2 separate regions of the Triticum aestivum genome follow, and region 2 is linked to region 1. A link is a contact called in public Hi-C data. All regions are on one chromosome and are shown on one strand. The core of a region is the stretch at or near the end of the contact, and the rest is flanking DNA. Distances in the headings are between cores, read along the strand shown. Region 1 holds the start of LOC123112105 (probable CCR4-associated factor 1 homolog 7). Region 2 holds the start of LOC123112107.

Region 1 (5,758 bases), core at 1,949-4,448:
TTTAAGACAAGCGAAAATACCAGTTTGAATTAGTGAACAACTAGTATCTGAGACACACCAGAGTTGCAAAGCAATATTGCTGGTCCCAATTCAGCTCTGGTGAATTTGAATCCATTTCTTTAAGACAAGCAAAAATACTAGTAAGAGTTTGCATAGAAAATACAGAGACCTGCATTGTAAAATTTAAACAGAGGAGATGTTAAGCTGCAAACTCTACATTCACAGTATGTACCGATGTAAAATGCTGGGCACAATAAAGCTGTCAATGTCAGCACAACCAACGAATTGCAGAATAAGAAACGCATCAAGAGACAGTCAGCCAGCAAAAAAGTGACTGGTCTCCCATGGATGGTACACAGTAAAGCTGGGTTGCCCTCAGGCTTAAGCCTCTCATCAAACCATTAAGGGGCGCCTACATCACACAGAAGTAACCAGGAAAGGAACTTCTCTAACCTATCTCAGAGGTTATGCACCGAGGCAAAATGAGAAAGGACTGAGAAGCCCCGCGTATCAGGCTAACAATCTACAGTAAGGAAAGGCAATAGTACAACACGAGCACGAGAAGCAGAAGTAATATGATAAAACTAGTAATCGACAGAATTGTAAAGCACAATGCAAACACAATTCACAGAGGAATGGCAAGGAAAGGACCTTTTCTAACTAATTTTGGAGGTTGCACTGAGGCAAAAGGGCATACACATGTATCACTTGGATAACTGATATGCACTCTGCATCCAAGCATACGATATATGTAAATAATAGGGCTGTATTCTACTTCTGTTCTGTCACAGTTTAGTTCAAACACGATATTATTTTGATTGGTAGGTATTTCTTGACCAGTTCAACTACTGACGTAATACAGAACAGTATAAATCAGTGTATTGAACTGCTGAGGAAACTACAAACTACATGTAAGCTTTAACAGGAAATGGATGAAAACTCTTCAACTAAACAGTCCACGAAAATTCAAAAATGAACAGCCAACACATGGAACTTTTATAAGCATAATGACAGAGGTCACTTTCAGAAAACAAAAAAAAAGATGCACTTTCCTTCAATAAAGTCAAAATAAGAGGCAACAGTTCATTTATAAACATAATAAAAGAGGTCGCTCTCAAAACTACCCAAGTGCTATGACTGAACAAGAGAGGAGAACAAAGAAGAAGATGGGTTGATGGGTGTGACCAGACTACCAGAGAGGGCAGCATCTGAAATCATCCTCTGATCCTCAGGCAGACTACTGACATAATAGACTCAGAATCATGTCTAGGGACAGTTGAGACTCGGAATCATGTCCTGGTACATACATGATGTTGAGACTCGGAATCATGTCTAGGGAAAGTTTCTTGACTTATTGACATTCCTTGCTAAATGCTAAGTAGTGATCAAACGCTCTTATATTTCTTTACAGAGGGAGTAATTATGAAACTAAAAAGAATCCTGACAATATATATGAACAACAGCTGTGCTTATCCTGGTCCATGACACAGAAACTCTGAGCTCATGACTGGGAAAAAAAATCTTTGGCCATCTCTGCTTAATCTCCTAATAAATGGTTAAATGATGCCCCTCTTCACATAATACAGTCCTTGGTAAGTTCGACACCAGAAAGAACCCTATTGGTATGGAAGCATGGACCTGTATAATAGTACTAGATAGCTTAAACCAACTAGTGATAGAATTGGAGTCCTTGGCTGCGATGGTTAGCCATGCGCCTGCCCATGACAGGAGGTAGGTGATTCCTCAAACAGAACACACAACAGTAAGCAATCAACACTATATACTCCGTCTGTAAAGAAATATAAGAGCATTTAGAAAACTACTCTAGTGATCCAAACGCTCTTATATTTCTTTACGGAGGGAGTACATGACAAAAGAAGTGTTCTTTTTGCTAGCAAGTGTTTAACTCTACAGGACGTGTGAAGAATCAGCATAGGTGGACTTTAACCAGTATCTAGAGGGTGTTTCATCATGCCATCAACTTCAGCACGCAAAATCAAACAACAAAAACGCAGTCATCTAAGCTAAACAAACTCATTGAGGAGTATCACAATTGAGGGAAAAGTGGTACCTTTTTCGGTGTCAAGCAAGAGGATATAATCAGACATCACACATTCACCAGACAGGTTTCTCCTTCCTCTCATAAATAGTTCATCATTTATTTAACTATCCATTACTCAGTGAACAGAGGTGGTTTCCCCGCCCTCTGTGCCTAGACCATACAACACACCAGCATATTTCTCAGTTAATCCGCCGAAGTACGACTCCTTGAGCTTGTTGAAGGAGAGCGCGGTGAGCAGAGAATCGGAGCCTGCCTGATGGCAGATCCCGACCCGCTCGACGTCGAGCAGCTCAGCGAGCTTGTTCAGCCCGCCGTGGAGGCTATTGCAGAATCTCATCAAGTGTTTGATGTCGTAGATCACGGGGAAGTAAATCCTGATGAGGTCGAAGAATCCGGAGCTGGTGTCCGGCAGGTTGGAGCCGGTGAGCAGCTTGAGCAAGTAGCCGAAGTCGTAGCCGCTGTGGAAGGTGACCCAGTGGATCTCGGCGTTGAGGACGACGCCGGAGGACATGAGCAGCTCGGCGAAGCGGCGCGAGTCGGCCCCCTCGGTGGCGTGGCGGGCGAAGTCGATCCCGCTGCGGCGCAGCAGGTCGATGGAGTCCGCGGCGGCGACGTCGGTGCGCGGGTCGAAGCCCCGGAAGTTGAACTGCCAGACGCAGGGGCGGCCGTCCGGGCCGAGGGCGGGGAGGCCGCCGCGCTCGTCGGAGAAGGTGAGGCCGAGCTGGATGAGCTTGAGCATGTCGACGTTGGCCTTGAGCGTGGCGTAGTTGAAGTCGGCGTTGGACTTGAAGGTGCCGAGCGGGCGGCAGACGACGCCGGGGAACTCGGTGTCCATGGCGACGTAGGGGTAGTCGTCGACGATCTCCCGGATCACGGCGAACTCGGCCTCGAGGTTCTCCGCCCACACCTCGCGGATCTCCACCCCGTCGGGCTTCTCTACGGTCGGCGTCGCCATCGGCTACCGGGCATCAAAGATTCGAGCTGTCCTCCCCTCTCCTTCCTGGAAGCGTCGGAGCTGGGTGGTGCGGCGGAGCGGGAGGCGGCGGGGCCCACGGGCGAGCGGCGAGGGGCGGTGGCTCCCGTGGGCGGGGAGGCGGGGGCGGGGCGGGGCGGGATGAGGAGATCCAGGGGAGGGGAGGGGGGAGGAGCGTGGGATTGGGGATTCGAGGGAAGAAGAGGGGAGGGGGGAACGCGACGCGAATGGGGAAAGTGGGTGACGTGCGCCGCCCGGGTCGGATTGGTGCCACGTGGCGGGACCCGCAAATGGTGGGCCCCGTGGCATGATTGCCGGCGAGGAGGGGCGCGCCTTCCTGGGTGGCTGCCCGGTGGGGCTCGCGGGGCCAATTTTTGTGTGGTGGTGAGGACGGCACGTCAGGTAAGGGCTGGATTGGAAGGAACCAGCAAGGAAAACAAGGGCAAGTGTGGATGAACAATTTCGTTTTGTTTTGCTTCTTCTAATGAAGAGGGCTTTCTTTGACTTGGGGTTGGTGATTGCAAGTCTTCGTTTCTCTATGCTTTCCTTTAGCTTTTTCTTTTCTTCATGCATTGACATCCGAGTAAAAATAGGTTGACGTGAAAAAACTAAAAATAGGCAGGCGTGGTGAAAAAAATACACCATGGCAATGAAAACAAACTCTTGGGAAAGAAAAGGATCCCGTGGAAGTAAAAACGGATCGTCGCTGCAGAAAAATACAACCAAGGCAATGAAACATGTTTGCCATGGAAGAAAAAAATGTCATGGTAGCAAAAATGGAACGCCGCCAGACACAAAATAAATTAGCTCTAGGCCATGTTAATTTAGTTCCCATGTCAATCAACAACTATCATGAAAGTAAGAGCAAGATAGATTATATTGAACCAGGATATTAAACCAACGTCAAAGGAGCTGGTTCACACGTCACAATATTTTGCTCCAAATACAGATATTGCTCTATCGTTGTCGGTGTCAAAACCGGCAGACCCCGGGGTATGGGGTCCCGAGCTGTGGATCTCGGATTGGTGATAATAGGGACGAAAGAGACAGACGTTTACCAAGGTTCGGGCCCTCTCAAAGAGGTAATACCCTACGTCCTGCTTTGATTATATTGATGATGATGTATCGAGTACAAGTTTGATATACCTCGAGGTCGTAAGGAGAGATCTAACCCTAGGGCTAGGTGAATGTAATTGTGATTCGGTCCCCTCTGCAAACTAAACCCTCTGGCTTATATATACGCCAGGTATGGCATCTAGGGTTACATGGTCGGTACCTAGGGACGCATATGGAGGCGGCAGGAGATGTCTTAGAGTATACACCAAGTCTTCGGTAGGTGTGGTCTTATCACGTACATGCGTGTAACTTCCAGAGTCCACCTGAATGGGAATAAGGGCCTCCAGGCCCAACGTGAGGACTATGGGCCGACTAGGTTGGCACCCCCTAGTCCAGGACACCGTCAGTAGCCCCCGAACTGGTCTTTTACGCGGTGACGACCTTTCTGATTTTAGTAACTCCGGATCCGAAGTCCTTGGCTTGACAAACGAGTTCCCTTATTGGTAATCCGAAATATTCTCCTTTATTTAAAGCCACCATGGACCACTCCTCGAAGGAATGGCATCCCTTGATCAGGGCTCAACCGAACTCGCTCTTCGTCCGAAGGTGAGAGGTTACTTAGCCTTGAAGGCATGTCGCGTACGTGTGAATAGTACTCCTAGCAAAACAACTTTATCGAAGCGGCACTACCCACGAGTGGGCGGGCAGTTACTGCTCACTCGTGCCCGTTTTATAAGGGATGTCATTAAGATTTTGTTTCTCCATGTCATCTTTTTATGGGTAATGGCGATTTCAACGGCGTGACGGGAGGGACTCTTGCCTTTCATCAGCCTATATAAGAGCAAAGGGATAGCAACGAGAAAAGCACGCTCCCCTTCCTTCCTGCCTGCTGCCTCTCGAGCTCCAGCGCCCAGATCCAATCCCGGACTCACTTTATCCCGTAGTGCTTCTCCACCTCTGCCCCTGGCAATGGAAGACGCCAACCTCAAGGGACACTGGGGTGGCTCATCCGTCATGGAGGGCACCATATTGGAGCTACGCAGTGTGGGGTATATCCACACTAAGGTCAACGCCCGAGTGCCAGACCCGAATCAGCGAGTAGTCGCTCCCCGCTCTGGGAGAGGGTTGTTTTCATCCCCCACCTCATCAGAGGTCTGAGGTTCCCGTTGCACCCTTTCGTGCGTGGGATCATGTTCTTCTATGGGCTAGATTTTCAACATCTAGCCCCGAACTCCATTCTTCACCTCGCCTTCTTCATCACCGTCTGCGAGGCCTTCCTCCGCATCAAGCCGCACTTCAGACTGTAGCTGAAGGTCTTTGGCGTCAAGCCGAGATCAAGCGGCTCCGAACTCTCGGAGTGTGGGGGCATGATGATTAGCATGAACCAAAAGGCAGGCTGGTATAAAGGCACCTTCATAGAGACCATCAAGGAGTGGCAGCGCGAGTGGTTTTATATCACTAAGCCACTCGCCACAGTCCAGGCCAAGGTTCCATCGGGAGATCGTCCTTGTAACAACAACATCCAATGAGACGAGCTGCAGCAACAAGTTGTTTGAAGCATTGAAGGACGGGGAGATCCAAACTGGATGTCACTCTTATGCGCTTGTGCACTCTTTGTGGCATGCTAGTTAACACACATCAAGCATTTCTGTAATGAGAATCAACCG
Region 2 (5,541 bases), core at 1,857-4,356, 290 kb after region 1:
CTATTACATACATCATTAAGGATATTAGCATCTAATCTTAATATACAAAACTTACATTTTTGCGAGATAAAAAATTACTACGTACGCTTACTAACTTAATCATGAAATAACAGTGCATTTAATCAAGCAATGACCAATAACATTACTAACTTTTTCTTAATTACTATATTATGCAGCAGGGATTTTGCCAGCTCGAAATCGGCGCCGTCTGCCACAGTACCGCTATTGGCCAGCGCGCAGCAGCAGCAGTCCACAAAGAAGAACGAGTGTGTATATATGCATATGGTGAAACCTGTACTATGGTGAAAACAAAAGAGTCAGCTCGCAGCAGGGATTAAAAGACGACGAAATGACGCACGCACAGTGCGGCCGCCTCCCGCAGTGGCGGCAGGGCCTACCGCCGCGCCTCGCGCCCAGGCGGCTGGGCCCACCTGCCCAGCCCGTTCCGTTGCACGTCGCTGATCCGGTTATTCCGCACTTGCCGCCTGCAGTGGTGGCGGCAGGCTCTGCCGCCTGGCGCCGTGGCGGCAGGTGCCACATGTCACCTGCCGCGCCTGCCGCCACGGTCGAGGGGGTCTTTTTTGTTAATTTGTCCGCCACGGTCGAGGGGGTCTTTTTTGTTAATTTGTCTCAGAGGGGTCTTTTTTGGCAATTCCAGTGAGCAGGTGGTCTGTTTCGACAAAAAATCGGCTTTTTAAACTGGAGAATGGTCGACAAGAACACATTAGTTAAGATCTTAGGGTCTACTGCACATCACTGAAAGAATGGCGATGATTAGGAATTTTGCAACTACTGCACATCACTGAAAGAAATGGTGATGATTGGGATTTTTTTTCCTTTCTAAAGAAGAGTAGGGACCCGACCCCGACGCAGAACATTCTAATTAAGAAAACCCCAACCTCTTCCACCATGCAAGAGCATTTGAGAACACATCATATTCATATGGCCCCTTGGTATGTTAATGCTCCATGACAGCACACCAAGAGTTGCGTATGCGGCACCTTGTTTTGCTGCAGCACTCATTAGCCAAGCCAAGCCCCCCACCCACAGCATTGTCGTTGTTTAAGCCAAAACCATAACCACCAGCTCCAACTAATTAGCAAGGCTCTCTCCCTCAAAAAAATAATTAGCAAAGGGGACAAGCAGCAATGGCGATCCAGCGGAGCACCAGCATGTAGATGTCTCAATCTAAACAGCCCGGCTCTTGTCACCTATCACCCCATGATTGGGGATTGAATTTGTTGGCTTCTGATAACAGTCAGATCATATGCTCTCTCTCTATATATATCCCTTTTCAGCTAGTGGTGGCATGGGAGACATGGAATGGAAGCCCCTAAGCGTAGCTGCAAATTATTCTGAGTGAAGACATGTAACCACTACTTGGTCTAATCATCACTGGATTAAGAAGATCGTTTTCAAAGTCCGCAGTGTCATACCTAATCGACCAACCGGGCCGGAGAAATGATTAACAGAATCCAGCAATATGCCACCTAAATTTTGAATTTGACGGAACAAAGGTCGTAATATGGTTCATCTAGCTGTTGAAAATCCTTAGCTATTGATGTAATGAACAATTTTTTGGTCAACCGAGCACTCAAAACTGCACACGAACATTGCTCGGAGAACAACTGCAACTTACAACAATCGGGAGGGAAGCTCCCGCTGAATGAAGAACCAATCATCAAATGTAACAATGCCGCCGGCCAGCTGCTTCTGCCGACGCCGTCGTGGCAGCCATTACTAGCTCTTCCAGGCGTAGACGAGGAGCGAGAAGCCATCGCCGCGGTGCAGCTCGGCCTCCTCGGGGCTGGCCCAGTCCATGACCGTCGAGCTGCTCGCCCACGAGGCCGAGGAGGACGCAATGGATGCCGACGACGATGAGCTTGCCTTGGCCAGCCTCCGCGCCTGCCCCCTCTTCCTCCGGTTCTCCCCATTGCTGCTGGTCTCGCTCCAGTCCCCTCTGCCCCATCTCCCTAGGTAGCCTGACAAGACGCCGGCGCCGCCTCTTCTTGCCTTGTCGAGCAGCTCCTTCTCCTTGGCCTCTGCGGAGTCGCGCTCTTCGCCGCCGGCGGTGTCGCCGAGCTCAAATCGGAAGACGAACACGGCGTGCGCGGGCGGGGACGCCGCGGCGAGGACGGAGGCGGCGTCTGTGAGGGCCGGCTCGCGCGCGGAGAAGAGCCAGTTGTGGAGGTCCCAGGAGACCTGGACCCGGTCGCCGCCGCCGAGGTCAACCTTCTCGCTCCCGCGGAACTTCCAGCGCAGGCGGCGGATGTGGAGGACGCGCTCGCCGTCCACGGAGACCGACAGGCCGACCTCGGCCTTGTCCTTCTCCTTGTCCATTTCCCTATCCTTGCCGTGCCCGCGCGAGACGAGATCCAGCGAGATCTCCCGCTCCTTGCCGCGGACTTTGACGCAGGTCTTGTGCCCGCGGCCATGCCCTCCGTCGCGCATGGAGACGTGCTCGCGCCGGGAGATGAGGACATGACCGGGGCCCGTCGGCCGCTGGGCCTTCGTCTTCCGGTACGCCTCCTCCGTCATGTCCCCGGCCACGACCGCCATCTCGCCGTCGACCACGACGGCGACGAAATACCCGGACGACGGCTCGGGCGAGCCGGGGGAGGCGAACCGCGCGCGGGTGAGGTCCCAGGCCAGGTCGATCCGGCGGTCGTGCACGTGGAAACGCTTGGACCCCCGGCGCCGCCAGAAGAGCCAGGGCCGGACGCGCACGGCGATGGTGGCCTCCTCGTCGAACTCCGGGCCGTCGTCGTAGCAGCCGTAGTCGGAGGCCGAGGATGAAGAGGCGAGCGCCCCGACGCGGAGCACGGCCCGGAGGCTGAGGCCGAACGCGGCGCGCGACCAGGAGAGCGCCGCAAGGCCGAGGCGGGTCTCGTAGACGGAGGTGGCGAGGCTGGGCCCCGCCCCGGCGCCGGAGCCCGACGCCGCGGCCGGCGAGGCGCGGAAGAAGGCCGGGATCGCGTTTGGCATCGCGCGGGCGCGGGCACGGCTGCGGCTGCGGCGCCGGTGCCTCGGCTGGGACGGAAATGGGGTAGCTTTTTGGGGAATTTCTCGCTTCGATTTGGGAGAGGGAGGGGAGACTGCCAGACTGGGGGTTGGACTGGACCGGCTAGGCCGCGAGGCGGGAGGTAAATATAACTCTGGCGCGGTGGGGTTACGGGGCGGTGATGGGACTCCGGCGTGGTGGGACCCGGACACGTTGGACCCAGCTGGGTGTGGGGCCGCGCGACCGTGCCAGTTGCCAGTATGCTGCGACTACTCTGGCTTGGACCGGGCTTGGATGCTGAGGAGGTTTCTCATCCTCTCGTCCTCGTTTTATCTTTTTTCCAACAAGAGAAAATTTAAATTATTATCTTCATGTTGATACGAATGAATTTGTGTATCGTGTTCATATCACTATCGTTCATGAATGTCAATGGCATTATTCAACGGGCGGATAGAGTTGGGCCTCGTAAGTTAAGTTCATGTTCCATCTATCAAGTTAAATAGAGATGTGTCAACTTAATTTAGAGTCGAGAGGAGCTTGTTTGTCAACCGGACATGAGAAGGGTATTATTTTTACACGTGGTAGGGTTGGGTAACGTCTTATAGGTAGGGATGTCAACCGGGTCCCGCTTAATCCTGTTTAAGGTCCACTTATGATATGATAGTTCAAAAAAATTGTTTATTTGTTTGAGAAAAATGAACTATCAAGCTACCAAAAACTAACTAAACGGGATTGCGGACGCCATTTATTTGCCACTTACATCCCTACTTATAGGAAATCAAAGGGACAAGATATGCATACAATATATAACATGACATCGAATTCTCTCATTTCTTAAAACGAAAAGAACTTCTACATCTCAAACCGCTAATTTGAGTGATGATCCATTTTGACTGCTGGCAGTGAGAACAAGGAGAAGAAGGCGCATAAGAAGAAGCCCTTCTTAAAAGATGGGAACTATTCCCTCCATCCGAAATTAATTGACGCTCAAACGGATGTAGAGGAAGTAAACAAGAATAGGGAAGCAGAGACTTTCATTGGTCAAGAGTACACCTCCCACAATTCTAATTGTGAGGAAGTAGGGCATGTGGCGCGATAGACGTTTGACTACTCTTTGTCTGAGCCCACATCCCTCTTTGAGTTTGACTACTTCAATGAATGAACGCCGACCAGTGATGACTCATGGCTAGAGACTCGAAGGGACATCCTTCATTTAATCCCCTAGGCTCCATTCACTCGTCTCTTATGCCTCCAAACATATTATGGGATGTCAATGTCGAAGGATGGCAAAAGTGAGGATGATATTGCCACCACGCGCGGCAAGGTCTTTAAAAGATTATGTGATCTCTTGGCCTCCCTTCGGTAATGTAACGAGTGCAATGAGAAAGCGGAAGTACTTATCATCAAGAAATACAAGAATATGGAACTCCTTGAATATAATCTCCACGCAAAGCAAAATAACAAGGAAACTCGTGAAGTGGATCTCTGGATATACATAAACTCTTGAGAGAGATCTAGTGGTGGCTAATGGTTTCAAAATAAGAGGTTGAGCTTGCTCATGCTAAAAACGCCGAGGATTTTGAGCATATTGACAATGGCAACAATCTAATGAAGGGTGATCTCATCAAACTTACCAATTCACTACTCACAGGAAACTCCTAGCCACCCTAGCACTACTCTGGCTTGGACCGGGCTTGGGTGCTAAGGAGGGTTCTCATCCTCTCATATTTATTTTATGTTGTTTCCAACAAGAGAAAATTTAAATTATTATATTCATTTTGATAATAAATGAATTCGTGTCTCGTGTTCACATCACCATCGTACATGGCATTATTCAACGGGCGAATAGGGTTGAGCCTCATAAGTTAAGTTTGTGTTCCATCTACCAAGTTAAATAGAGTTGTGTCAACTTAAATAGAGTTGCGAGGAGCTTGTTTGTCAACTGGACATGAGGTGGGTATTATTTTTGCACATGACTAGGGCTGCAGTGCCCATTATAATCATGGAGAGTAATTGCTCATCGCAAATCAACCTGACAAGATATGCATACAATATGTAAACATGACATAAGATTCTCTCATTTCTTGAATCGAAAGAACTTCTATATCTCGAACCACTAATCTGATTGATGATCCATTTTGACCATTGGCAACGAACAAAGAGAGAAGACTTACAAGAAGAATGAAAATTAAATTCGGTGACCGTGCTCATCTACACACGATGAACAGTAGAATAAAAAAATCTTTGGTGGTGCAAGATGCTCAAATGTGTGATCCTCGTGTAAAATTTGGGGGTGTTTGGACATTTGAGGAGCTCGTGGTAAAAAAACAAAATCAAGTGTGAACACTGATGTTTTCAAAAGTTTCTCAGATACCCAAAATTCGTCTTTTTTGCTACGAGCTTCTTGCATGGGCATCACACACATGAGCATCTTGCGCCATAAAAATGTTGGATTTTTTGAATTTTTTATTGTTTAAAACAATTTCATTGTTCACACCTGGGCTCCGTGACCTTCTTAAAGGATGGGAACTATACAAGAA

Evidence for each region. A called contact is a pair of places that touch in the nucleus more often than the background predicts.
Region 2: a contact with region 1 is called in a Hi-C map of an unstated tissue, with 7 times the contacts expected there. The contact joins the promoter of LOC123112107 here to the promoter of LOC123112105 in region 1. A contact is called at or near these places in 3 of 5 Hi-C or Micro-C datasets (leaf and an unstated tissue).

Annotation. Positions count from the first base shown.
Region 1 is chr5B:402,795,817-402,801,574 of IWGSC CS RefSeq v2.1, forward strand. LOC123112105 (probable CCR4-associated factor 1 homolog 7) reads right to left here and starts at 3,199. Exons shown (of 1, transcript XM_044533026.1): 1 at 2,138-3,199. The coding sequence starts at 3,017. The coding sequence ends at 2,178.
Region 2 is chr5B:403,089,926-403,095,466 of IWGSC CS RefSeq v2.1, forward strand. LOC123112107 reads right to left here and starts at 3,107. Exons shown (of 1, transcript XM_044533028.1): 1 at 1,466-3,107. The coding sequence starts at 2,985. The coding sequence ends at 1,741.